3 separate regions of the Mus musculus genome follow, and all the other regions are linked to region 3. A link is a contact called in public Hi-C and promoter capture Hi-C data. All regions are on one chromosome and are shown on one strand. The core of a region is the stretch at or near the end of the contact, and the rest is flanking DNA. Distances in the headings are between cores, read along the strand shown.

The links. Hi-C and Micro-C count contacts between places; a contact is called where the count stands out from the background. Capture Hi-C pulls out chosen DNA fragments and counts their contacts.
Region 1: a promoter capture Hi-C map of adipose tissue shows a contact between it and region 3. The contact joins two enhancer-like sites. A contact is called at or near these places in 10 of 39 promoter capture datasets (the C10 cell line, the HPC-7 cell line, cranial neural crest and 7 more), 1 of 484 Hi-C or Micro-C datasets (nephron progenitors) and 3 of 9 other capture datasets (adipose tissue, liver and pancreatic islet).
Region 2: a contact with region 3 is called in a Hi-C map of bone marrow-derived macrophages, with 33 read pairs. The contact joins two enhancer-like sites. A contact is called at or near these places in 4 of 39 promoter capture datasets (the C10 cell line, cranial neural crest, embryonic stem cells and 1 more), 3 of 484 Hi-C or Micro-C datasets (bone marrow-derived macrophages, embryonic stem cells and extraembryonic ectoderm), 1 of 115 datasets of contacts at active chromatin or transcription factors (acute myeloid leukemia) and 3 of 9 other capture datasets (adipose tissue, liver and pancreatic islet).

What each region holds. Positions count from the first base shown.
Region 1 is chr11:107,039,432-107,043,172 of GRCm38.p6, forward strand. It overlaps Bptf (bromodomain PHD finger transcription factor), which reads right to left. Exons shown (of 28, transcript NM_176850.3): 26 at 3,244-3,328; 27 at 795-981. Among named protein-coding and RNA genes, the nearest start is that of 1810010H24Rik, 15 kb to the left of the region's middle. Within about 2 kb of position 2,235, at least 8 of the 459 cell types and tissues checked have an H3K27ac peak or open chromatin away from gene starts, as enhancers often do. A contact at or near this core is called in adipose tissue, where this site is marked.
Region 2 is chr11:106,955,269-106,959,190 of GRCm38.p6, forward strand. No RefSeq gene overlaps it. Among named protein-coding and RNA genes, the nearest start is that of Smurf2, 37 kb to the left of the region's middle. Within about 2 kb of position 2,098, at least 106 of the 459 cell types and tissues checked have an H3K27ac peak or open chromatin away from gene starts, as enhancers often do. A contact at or near this core is called in adipose tissue, bone marrow-derived macrophages and pancreatic islet, where this site is marked.
Region 3 is chr11:106,817,656-106,821,219 of GRCm38.p6, forward strand. It overlaps Cep95 (centrosomal protein 95), which reads left to right. Exons shown (of 20, transcript NM_177088.3): 18 at 179-325; 19 at 541-612; 20 at 879-1,206. The coding sequence ends at 1,070. It overlaps Smurf2 (SMAD specific E3 ubiquitin protein ligase 2), which reads right to left. Exons shown (of 19, transcript NM_025481.3): 19 at 2,406-3,564. Among named protein-coding and RNA genes, the nearest start is that of Cep95, 30 kb to the left of the region's middle. Within about 2 kb of position 2,091, at least 78 of the 459 cell types and tissues checked have an H3K27ac peak or open chromatin away from gene starts, as enhancers often do. A contact at or near this core is called in adipose tissue, bone marrow-derived macrophages and pancreatic islet, where this site is marked.

The DNA.
Region 1 (3,741 bases), core at 985-3,484, 220 kb after region 3:
GAGTGCCTAGAGCTGACCGAGAGGGTGGCGGTGGGGACGTGGGGATGGTGAAGGATGATTCTCAAGGCAGAACAGAGCAGTGACAGAGCTGTCACCACCCAAGAGGCATCAAGCTCTACAGGAAGAACTTCATGGGCTTGAGATGTGGGCTGAAGTTGAGAAACTGAAGGGAATAAAGGTCACAATAACAAAAGTGCATGCAGGGTTGCTCAATGGTTTATGGCCTAGGAAAACAGAGGACTTACAGACTAGCACAGCCTAGAAAAACACCTAGAAAGCCAGTGTTTGATGGTTTCTAAGCTGCAGCCCACATAACTCCATGAGAGCATCAAAGCCTTCTTGCTGGTCCTCTCCTGGGTGGCTGAGGAGAGCAGGAGGTTCCCCCCCCCCCAACACACACACACACACACACACACACACACACACACACACACAAGTCCTGCAGACAGACTCACTCCACGAAGGGCTTCATTTTAACCACATTAACATCCCATCCTCCAGAGTAGACCAAAATGCCATAGTCTTTTGTTTGTTTTTCGTTGCGACAGGGTCTTGCTATGTAGACCAGCCTGGCCTGAGCCTCTCTGTATAGACCAGGCTGGTCTCAAACTCACAAATTTCCTCTGACTACCGTGCCTAGCGTAACTGTAATGTTGTAGTCTTGACTTTGTAGGAACAGTATCTTTTATCTGAAGGAACAACTTACTATGACCACTCCACTGGCCGATCCTTCAGTAGGGCAGGATCGTGTTTGAAGAGTGACTTAGTTCAGCACACTGAACACCGGTGCTTACCTGCTGGCCTTGAATCCTTTTAGTTTCTGTACAAAGAATGATTCAAGAACTTCTGCACACTGGTAAAAAGGGGTGTCACGGGGATTGTAATAACGGCAGTTATCAAAAATTTTGGTCATATCTGCCACGAACTCTGTCAGCTTTTCATAATACCGTTTTTGTATTCTTTCTTCCATGGTGGCAAGGTCTTAAAAACACAAAACAAAATATTTTCAAAGCTTTAAGGTCTTTCCCAGTGTGATCAGGGCCTGCAGCTCTCATGAACTCAACATGTGTTATGTTGAATCTTTCTGAATCTGATTCTCCATGTCTGGAGGCTAGCTTGCCATTCATGAGAAATGTTCTGTTTTGGGTTCTAAGACAGTAATCCTGGCTGCTGCTAAGAAGGCTCTTTCATATTTAATTAACCACACAGAACAATATCCATTATTCAACTGCTTTACAGTAAAGAAAACTATGCCAATTGGTTTTATGCATATAAAAGTATTTTTTTGTTGTTTTGTTTTGTTGTTGTTTTGAGAGACAAGGTCTCTCTATATAGCTCTGGCTATCCTAAAACTCACTCAGTAAAATAAACCAGGCTGGCCTACAACTCCCAGAGATCTGCCTGCCTGTGTTCCAAATGCTGGGATTAAAGGGATGCACCACCATACCCAGCAGAAATTGTCTTTATCTTTGAAAGTAGACTAAAATAACAAACACAAATCACTATGCATACTAAGGTTAATTACAATTCAGGGTTATGAATACCACCACCACCACCACCACCACCACCAGCAGCATGTCATGGCCTTTAGTAACACCCTGCTACCTGCCTCAAAGCGACCCACCAGTTTTGTTTGTTTTCCAGATAGGGTTTCTCTGTATAGCCCTGGCTATCCTAGAATTTACTCTATAGACCAGGCTAGCTTCAAAGATCTGCCTTCTTCTGTCTCCCACCATTTTAAAGTTAGTCCACACCATGGAGACAATTTAATGCATATTTATGAACTTTTAGCAAATATACAACTGTCTGGGAATTGTGTATACCAATATTGCCTGTGCCCAAGAGGCTGAGGCAGGAGAATTATATGTTCTGGGCATCCAAGACTACAGAGTGTGACCCTATTTCAAAACAATAGGGAGTGGGGCATGACTAGAAAATAATGTTTATAGTTTAAAGCCCAGAGATAAATGGGTAACTTTAACTTTTTCCCATGGTGTCTTGTAGCTCTGTATGCCCTGGACATGTCTACAGAGGAGGCACATTGTTCCTGTGGTAACAAAGGGAAAGACACAGGAAAGTACCCTAGCTCTTTGAAAAAACTAGGAGCAGTGGCTCACACCTGCCAGGCCTGCATGCTTCGGTCTGAGGAAGAGGACTGCTGGAGTGGTGGATGACAGCCAAGATGGACTACAGAATGAACTCTGTGTGCCAAACACCGCGAGACAAAAATAATTTAAAAAGTTGAAGTTGGCTAATAAATTAAGAAACACTCAATTTCTTAATCCCATGGATGTGTACTGAGCAGGAGGCAGTGGTGAGAAAGGAGTCAGTCAGACCTCTGGTATAGATGATGCTAACCACCATGTATCTGGGTGCTGGGAACTGAAGCCTGCTCTGTGGGCAGAGCCTCAGCTGTCCTACCTGTTGGGCAATCTCTCTAGCTCCAGTAAATTCAACTTCTAGACCACACAAAGTCATCATTATCCAAAGAGACTAACGCAGCGGCTATCCTGGGTCTCAAGTGTACAATGCACTCCACCTCTCAGCCCTGGGATGGATCTCACCGAGTCCTCCTTTCCTTCTTCTCTGTGTTCTCTCCTCTTTAAGAATACTTTAACAATACAATTCTTCTAACAGCTATGAAGGGACTGCTCCACACGTTTGGAAGTCTTTTTGCTTTGGTTTTGGAACTTCTCCAGTATTCTGAAACATGACCTCATGTAGCTGCCACTCTTGGTACCTTCAGGGACAGCTGCTCTACCAGTGTTTTCTCTCCTGGAGAAAGAAGGGTCTCCATTGCATCAGGCTGGGTTCACTGACTGCACTCACTGTCTGTACAGCTGCACAGGTCTCTACTCATACACATTCTGACGCAGAGGCTCCTGGGCCGACAGCTTGTTCATTTCCAGTGTTTAGCCACCATAAACACTGTTGAGGAATATACACTTGTCCCATTAAGCTGCTGGCTCAAAGGCATGCATATGTAAATTTAATAGATATTCCCAGATGGTGGTGCCTTCCTCTAACCTCAGCATTGGGAGGTGCACTCCAGGGTCGAGTCAGCCTGGACTAAGTACCTAGGAAACCCAGCTTCAAAAGACACATCAAGTAAGCATCCCAACTGACTGACACAGTTACACCGTTGCCTGCACGTCCAAGATACTCTCCCTCATCAGCTTCATGGTGAGAGATCAATGTCCAAGACTTGTGAAACTCGTCTTCCTATTTAGTGCAAGCACTTACCCATTGGCTCTTTAATAACACCGTAATAATCCGGTGCATCATTGGGGTCTACCGGTTCAAGGAAAGGCCACGCCATCTTGTGGGCCTACAACAGAGAGCAAGTGTCATGGCTGTCAGTAGAAACACTAACAAACATATACAGACACCAGAAACACACAGTGTGTGTAAATATGTATGTATGTATGCATGCATGTATGTATGTATATATTAAATATAATATATATACTGCTATTATTCAGTTGCCTCACTGGATCAACAAACCTTGAAAATTCAAGTGAGCTTTACATTAGAGAAATGAAATTATCCACACAAGGTGATTTGGGTGATAGTCAGAGATTTTCTTTCTTTTTTCTTTTAAAAAAATTATTTATTTATATTTTATTTTATTTTATTTATTTTATGTATATGAGTACACTGTAGCTGTACAGATGGTTGTGAGCCTTCATGTGGTTGTTGGGAATCGAATTTAGGATCTCTGCTCTTTCCGGTCGGCCCCGC
Region 2 (3,922 bases), core at 848-3,347, 140 kb after region 3:
GAAGGAGAAGGAGAAGGAGAAGGAGAAGGAGAAGGAGAAGGAGAAGGAGAAGGAGAAGGAGAAGGAGAAGGAGAAGGAAGAAGAAGAAGAAGAAGAAGAAGAAGAAGAAGGAGAAGGAGAAGGAGAAGGAGAAGGAGAAGGAGAAGAAGAAGAAGAAGAAGAAGAAGAAGAAGAAGAAGAAGAAGAAGAAGAAGAAGAAGAAGAAGAAGAAGAAGAAGAAGAAGAAGTTGTTATTTTAACTGGAGCAGTGCTGGCCCACTGTGTAGACAGGATCAGGGGGAGACTCCCAGACCAGGCAGCTACTTCCTCTAAAAGCTGATACTGTGGCCTCTCCTTGGTCCCCACTCAGTAACTCCATCTTCCCTTAGTTCTGAAGCCCTGTCAAGTGCCCACCCAGCATCCCTCCCTACTCCATCTTGCTCCTAAATGCCTAGCTGCTAAAGAAAGGGAGCACTGGAGTCCTTCACTCCTGCTAGAGTGATTTAAAGGGCTTCCCAAGATGCAGAGCTGCCGTTCATTCCACAGTCTCACCCGATCTAATGGATGGTTTTCCTTGACTGACCTTCGGGCTTCCTTTTTGGTTTTCATGTAGTCCAGGCTGGTCTCAGATTCATAATGTAGCTGAAGATGGCCTGTAATTTCTGATCCTCCTGCCTCTACTTCTCAAGTCCTGGGACTCCAGGTGTGCACTACCACACCTAACTTATGCATTGGCAGGGATCGAACCTAGGACTCTGTGTGTGCTCAGCTAACCCACTGAGCTGCATCCCCAGGCCCCAACCTCATGTATTTTGTTCTAGTGATGGAAAGGTGACCACTGGTTTGCAGTATTCTTATTGTTTGTGGTACTAGGATGTGAGCCAGGGACTCACACATGGTAGGCAAATGCTCTACTATTGAGCTCCGTTCGCAGCCCTCTTTTTATTTTTATATTATTTTATTTGTTGATGGGGTTTTTTTTGTTTGTTTTTTATAAATTGGAGGGAGGGGAAGAGCGTGTATGTATCCTGTTGTAAATGTGGAGGTCAGAAGACAACTTTGGGGAATTGGTTCTCTCATTTCACCATATGGGGTCTAGGGGTCAAATCATGTCTTCAGGCTTGGCACTTTACCCACTGAGCCAGCTCACTTGCCCTTATTTACTGACAGGGTCTCACTATATAATCCAAACTGGTCTGGGTACATAATTTAGAATAGCTTCAAACATGTGATCCTCCTGCCTCAGCCTCGCAAGTGTTACCTTTGTCTCCGTGTGTTTTCACACACCCTACATCTGAGCCCACCAGCAGGTCCTATGACCTCTCTAATCTGCCTATCACTCTCACTGCCACCACCAGTGGCCCAAGCCACCAATCTCTCCCTGGACTGGTCTCCCTGATTCCACATCCTGTCCTCACCATCTTCGGGTAACTGTCACTCCAGCTCTCCAAGAATCCCTTTACGGACATCTCAATTAAAAGCCAGTGCTTTCCTTTCCCGTGCAGTGTAGAGTAAAAGCCAAAGTCCACGCTACCATAGAGAAGCCTCTCTGGTTTTAATTCCTGCATCTTCCCCCTCCTCACACACTCTATTCAGCTCCCTATCCTTTCTCTTATTCGCCAACCTGTCCACACATGAACATCCGCAACCCCAGGGCCTTTGCATGTACTCTTTCCCTTTCCCAGAAGACTCTTGGCCTCCCCCCCACCCCAATTCCCTCTCTCCTCTTCTCCAAATGTTTGCTCAAAATTCCCTTTGCAGCAAAAGCTTCCTCGGCCACCCCATTTAATAATTTATACTTCCCTCATACCCAGAATTCATATTCCCCCCCCCCAGCTTTGTCCTCTCTACTTAGCATTTATCACTATTTTGCATGCTATAATGTTTTACATTTCTGTTTAGATTCCCAATTGTCCCTCCCAGTGGGACATAGTCGCTATGAGGACATTGGTGGATAGGCTTTGTTTACTGCCATAGCCCAGCATCTTGAACAGGGCCCGGAACATAGTAGTTATTTAACAAATATTTATTAAGTCAGTGAATGAATGGACCCTTGCCCTAGATCTTTTCCTGATTATCTGTGCCCAAGAAGCCAGTGATCAATAATGGTTGCTAAGCACCTGCCAAAGGTCAGAGTTGCAGATGAAACTATGTTCCTCTGCGCTCTCCCACGGTGGGTGCAGGGACCTGGGAAGGGCGGAGAGCTGCGATAGATATCTCTGACAGGGAAGGAAGATGGGATTCAGTACTAGAAATAAGAGGAAGGATGTCTCCGCCCGTCTGCTCCGAGGCTGAGCCCTGCCTGGCAGGCTGCCTGCTCCCAGAAACAGGAAGTATCCAGAGGGGAAGTGACTGCAGACTCAGAGAGGGATGAAATTCCCTGTGCCTGAGACAGAACACTTGAAGCTAGTCACTCTGGAGTCTTCCAAGAGTCCATGCCTGGGGGATGAGTAAAATCCATTCCACGGTGCCTCCGTGACTCATTTTGGACGGCAAGCGATCTGCAGCTTCAAGTCAGGGCGAGCAGGTGCTTCCTCTTCTGGGGTCCCCAGCTGGGGTGACTGGATGCTGAACCAGGGAGGGTGGGTGGTACCATTGGACTGCTTCTGTGCCAGCATCTCCCAGAGTGGAAAGTGTGCCCCTCAAGAGGCAGGTAGGAATTGGTGCTCCATGGACCATAGCTTCTAGAAACAGCTATGCAAGAAAGTATTCCTGAGATTAAGATCTAAAGATCAGTCTTGGCTTCCTTGACTCCAGGCCAGAGGTAAACAACCTACAAAGCCATTACGTCTTTGCAAACCTACCTTCTATTTGTTTAGCTATGTGTCTAGAGACAGAATAAAAACACCCTGATAAAAACAACTTGAGAGAGAAAAGGTCCACTTTAGCTCACGGTTCCAGGCTACCGTCCATCATGGCTGCAGGAGTTTGAGGAAACCAGCCCACAGATCTATAGTCGGAAGAGTAGTAGAAAATACAAGCATGCCTATACTCAGCTTGCTTCCTCTTCTTATACAGTTCAGAATGCCCTGTCTAGGGAATGGTTCCACCCACAGTGGATCTCCTCGCCTCAATTAATATTATCAAGGGACTAGAGAGATCTCAGCCATTAAGGGCACTTGATGCTCTTAAAGAGGACCCAGCTTTGATTTCTAGCACCCATACAGTGGCTCTCTGCTCCATTTCCAGTGGATCTGCTGTTGTTCTGCCTTGCTTGGCTCTGAACTGTTGACCGAAGGGCTATAAGGTCATAAAACACATACCAGGAAACCTGTGGTGAAAAAATAAGTTGGTTGTTTAAGGACAGCACAGAAAACACAGTGCTCAGGTGGAAACAGGCAGAGACATCAATTCATTTCCAGAAGAACAGAAAACCACCCTGTGTAACCACACTGATCTACCTACAGACAAGCCCTGGGCTTTATGTTTATGATGAAGCGCAGTGGGCAGCTCAAAGCGAGGATGTTATTATGAGCATTTAAATCATGCTAATAAAAGCTGCAGTTGTTTTTAATCCCTTCCTGAAAACCAAAGCAAGCCATCTTTAAGCCTGCCCTTTGATAAGAGTTTAAAGATAGCAGGAGGTGTCATTCCCACGTGTGGCTTCTAGCTCGCTTATTTACAGAGCAGAGCTCATGCGTTAAGAATTTCCAAGGCTTGGGGCTGGAGAGATGGCTCAGCAGTTGAGAGTACTGGCTGCTCTTCCAGAGGACCTGGATTCAATTCCCAGCACCCACATGGCAGCTCACAATTGTCTATAATTCCAGTTCCAGGGGATCTGACACCCTCACACAAACATAAATCCAGGCAAAACACCAAAGCATATAAATAAACAAATAAATCATAAATTAAAAAGTGTTGGGGTTTTTTTGTTGTTTGTTTGTTTGTTTTGCCTAAGCATTTGGCCTTGAATATCTTTGCAGTGGTCATTGTATCTATCTCT
Region 3 (3,564 bases), core at 841-3,340:
TGTTCAGAACAGGAAGGGAGGACAGCAGTGCTGACGAGCATAGGTTTCATGTCTGGGATAGTCACACAATTCTGAGTCTACAATGTATGTATATTTCATGTATGTGAATAACGAGGAAAGCTATTATTTGAAAAGCCTTTGTGAAATGCAGTATAACTTATGATTAAATAACCAACAGATCTTTAAGAAACTGTTTGAAGAAGGTTTACAAATTCAGAAACAAAGACTACGAGACCTAAGAAACTACGCCAAAGAGAAACGCAACGAAGAAAAGAGACAGCACCAGAATGAGCTGGACTCGATGGAGAACCACTATAAGGACCAGGTGGGCTTGATGCCAAGCACCTGTCAGCTTGGCTTAGGTCATGGCTGGCTACTATGCAATCAGCACAGCTTTGCAGCAGTGATTGTTTCTAAGGCAAATTTAAGACAGTATTTAAAACAGTATCCCGTGTATGTTGTCCTATTTCCATTTTGATTTAAGATGGAGTATAAGAATAATTGCATTGTGATGGAATATTTGTCTTTTCTTCCCCACAGTTTTCATTGCTAGCAGAAGCCATCTCACAGGAACGTCAAGAACTCAAAGTGAGACAGAAATTCCAGGCTCAGGTAATAATGGACAGGACAGGAATTAGGAGGGAAACAGAAAATGTTATTGTAACTTCAAAAGAACAGAGAGAATACAAAGAGAATGCATCTCTGCTTCCAAGTACCTGATGGGCTGATGTTAGCAGCTCTGGTCTTGGAAGGGAGCCAACAAATCACAGCTCTCTGGAGGAACCGGCTGGGAGCGGGCAGATGGGGGGCTCGGGGCTGAGAATAGAGGGGCCTGGACTAAGAGTCACAAGCTTCAGACTGACTTAGTTCTCTTTCAGACATTACATAAGGTGAAGAGGGAGCTGAGAGCTAAAATGGAGAAGGAGATTCAGCAACTGCAGCACATGATAACGCAGAACGACGATGATGCTTTCTTCCGGGAGCTAGAAGCTGAGCGCTTCAAAGCTCGGCTGCAGTTGGCTTCCTTCCAGTACAGTAAAAATCCTTTCCCAAGAGGCCAAACTTCATAGGTGAAGTTTCTAGACACCTTAATATGAACAGAGCTAGACCTGAGCCAGTAAACAGTCTAAACCAGAATATGCCTTATTTATGTATTCATGTTAAAATTTAGAATTATTTTAAATAAAAACTTTCTCTTAAAGCTTACTGCTTTTGAATTTATAACCTAAAACCTGAGAAAAGGGAATAAAGGCATTTAGCTCTGTTAAAGCTGTTAGCAAGTCCTGCCAGCCCACTTGTGAAGCATGTTGATAGAGGTCAATAAAAGTTATTGACTGTGTATGAACTCCAGGACCTAACAGCATCAAACAGGCTGTGGATGAAGCCAATAATGGCTACTGTTTTGGAGTTCAGGAGCTATGTAGTCTTAAGTCCCTCATCTACCATTTGGGAGCTGACTTCCATTTCCCTAGCTGTATCTACTTCCTGGCTAGAAGATGAGGTCATCTCTGTTCAGGATGACTGCAGGCATCCGAGTGCTGGGATTACAGACTTGCACCACTATACCTTTCAGGAAGATTACCTTTTATATAGCCTTTTAACTATAACTAGACAAAGCAGTTTAGAGTGTTAACATAAAAGGGTACTACCCTCTGGTGTACTTCCATCTATCCTATAACTAGTCTCTTGACTTCATGCTACTGAAAAAGCCCGCCAGATAGGTGCTGACACGAGAGCAGCACTGGAGTGCGGCTCCCTGAAAGTCTCTGTGCCAGCAGCTCTTCACCACGGCAGTCACCTGTCAAGATGCATGAGCAAGCCATGGAGGGGTCTGTTGTCCTCCCTCATCCTTCTAGAAAAGAACTAGAGGAAGCAGCTACAGAACACTGTCAGGACCTGTCTTACACTCTGCTGTCTGCTCGTTTCCAGCTCTTCTAAGCTGTTGCAGCCTCTGCTGTACTGATTCACAGACCACACGTTATGGTGAAGAAAGAACCCACATGCATGTCTTCCCTATCTGTGTATGTAGCTGTACTCCCATCGACTGGCATTCACAGAGCCGTAACTTCTCCTTTTCATTTGCAAGACTTGACTGTTTAACACCAAGGCATGCTGGCAAAGGTTAGGCCATCTGCCGGCCACAGTGCTGCCCTCCAGACCGCAGACAGACCTGATTGTAGATTTTTTTTCTCTCAGAAGTCCCACCACCTCATGGCCCCCAACAACGATGGGAAGTCTCAGCTGCCATGATAGAGAACTGCCCCGCTTCCAGCCGGCCCCACCTCAGGGCAGCCGGGTGCCAGCCTCTAAGCCTGGAGGAAAGCAGCAGTCTTTCCAACTCAAGGCTCCCCGCTATCGCCTGTGAAAAGCCAAACATGGTTTTCAAAACAAGTAAAAACTCAGTATTCTTACAAACCTCGCTGCTGTGACAGTGCAAACAGCATTCATTTTATTGCTCAGCTTCGGCATGGGCACATACATACATACGTACATAGTTAATTTTTAAAAACCATTTATACAGATGTTATTGATAAAGCTCATGTAACAAATGAGTGAAATTACAAAGAATATCAAGGCTAAAACATTCTGTAATAAATACAATGGAAATGATAAAACTTTGCTTTTAAAGTCAGTTTAGAGAAAAGGAGAATATTACATAAAGTGAACTAATTACATCTAGAATCAGCAACTCAGCATTTGGTACAATCATCATCCTAGTGTGAGAACATTAACCACCACACGTGGCCCCGACCGTAAGCTGCAGCTGAAGGGCGAGGCTGTGCTGCTGACCCTGCAGGCACTGGAAGCGGCTAACACCCACCAGTGCCATCTGTCCGATGCACTGCAAGCTCAGGGCAGATTTAGTGTTGTCTAGGAAAGCAAATTATAGTGGATTTAGGAGAAGAGAAATTTGTGCTCTGGCCTGTAAATGTGAGTGGGGTGGGGAGAGCACTGTAAAATACAGAGCAACAAACTGCAAAACAAATGTACAGGATACACAGCACTGCTTTAAAACTTTGTGCCAGAAAATAGTGGCCTCTTACTGCATGTGAGCACAGGGAACCATTGGTCAGAATGAAGCTTTCCTGATGGAACAGAGCGCCTGGAGGCAGGCGACGTGGGGACAGATAAATATTCACATTAAACACAAGGCAAGTCCAGGTTCTGTGACACTGGGGATTTTTGTTTGCTTAGCACCTATTTGGAAGTAATCAGGTAATGTAATTTTGAAATCGAAATCTAAACCATGTTTTTGATGTCTGTGCTATTGAAGACCGTTACATAGGGCAGTTTCCTCTAAAGCTCTGTCAAGTCACTGTAATAAAGTTAAAAGGCACTCAGAAAGCAGTGGGATTTGCCTGTGTTACACTGCATGGAAAACCACTGAAAGCAGCGTCTCCTTAGCACTGCATCCCTGTCCTCTGAGACAGGGTCTCAAGGAAGCCTCAATCCACTGTGTAGGTGAGACTGGCCTTGGCATGCTGACGCTTCTGCCTCTGCCTCCCCAGTGACAGGATCACGGGTGTCGGCCACCAGGCTGAGTTACACTTCCTGTCAAGTGCT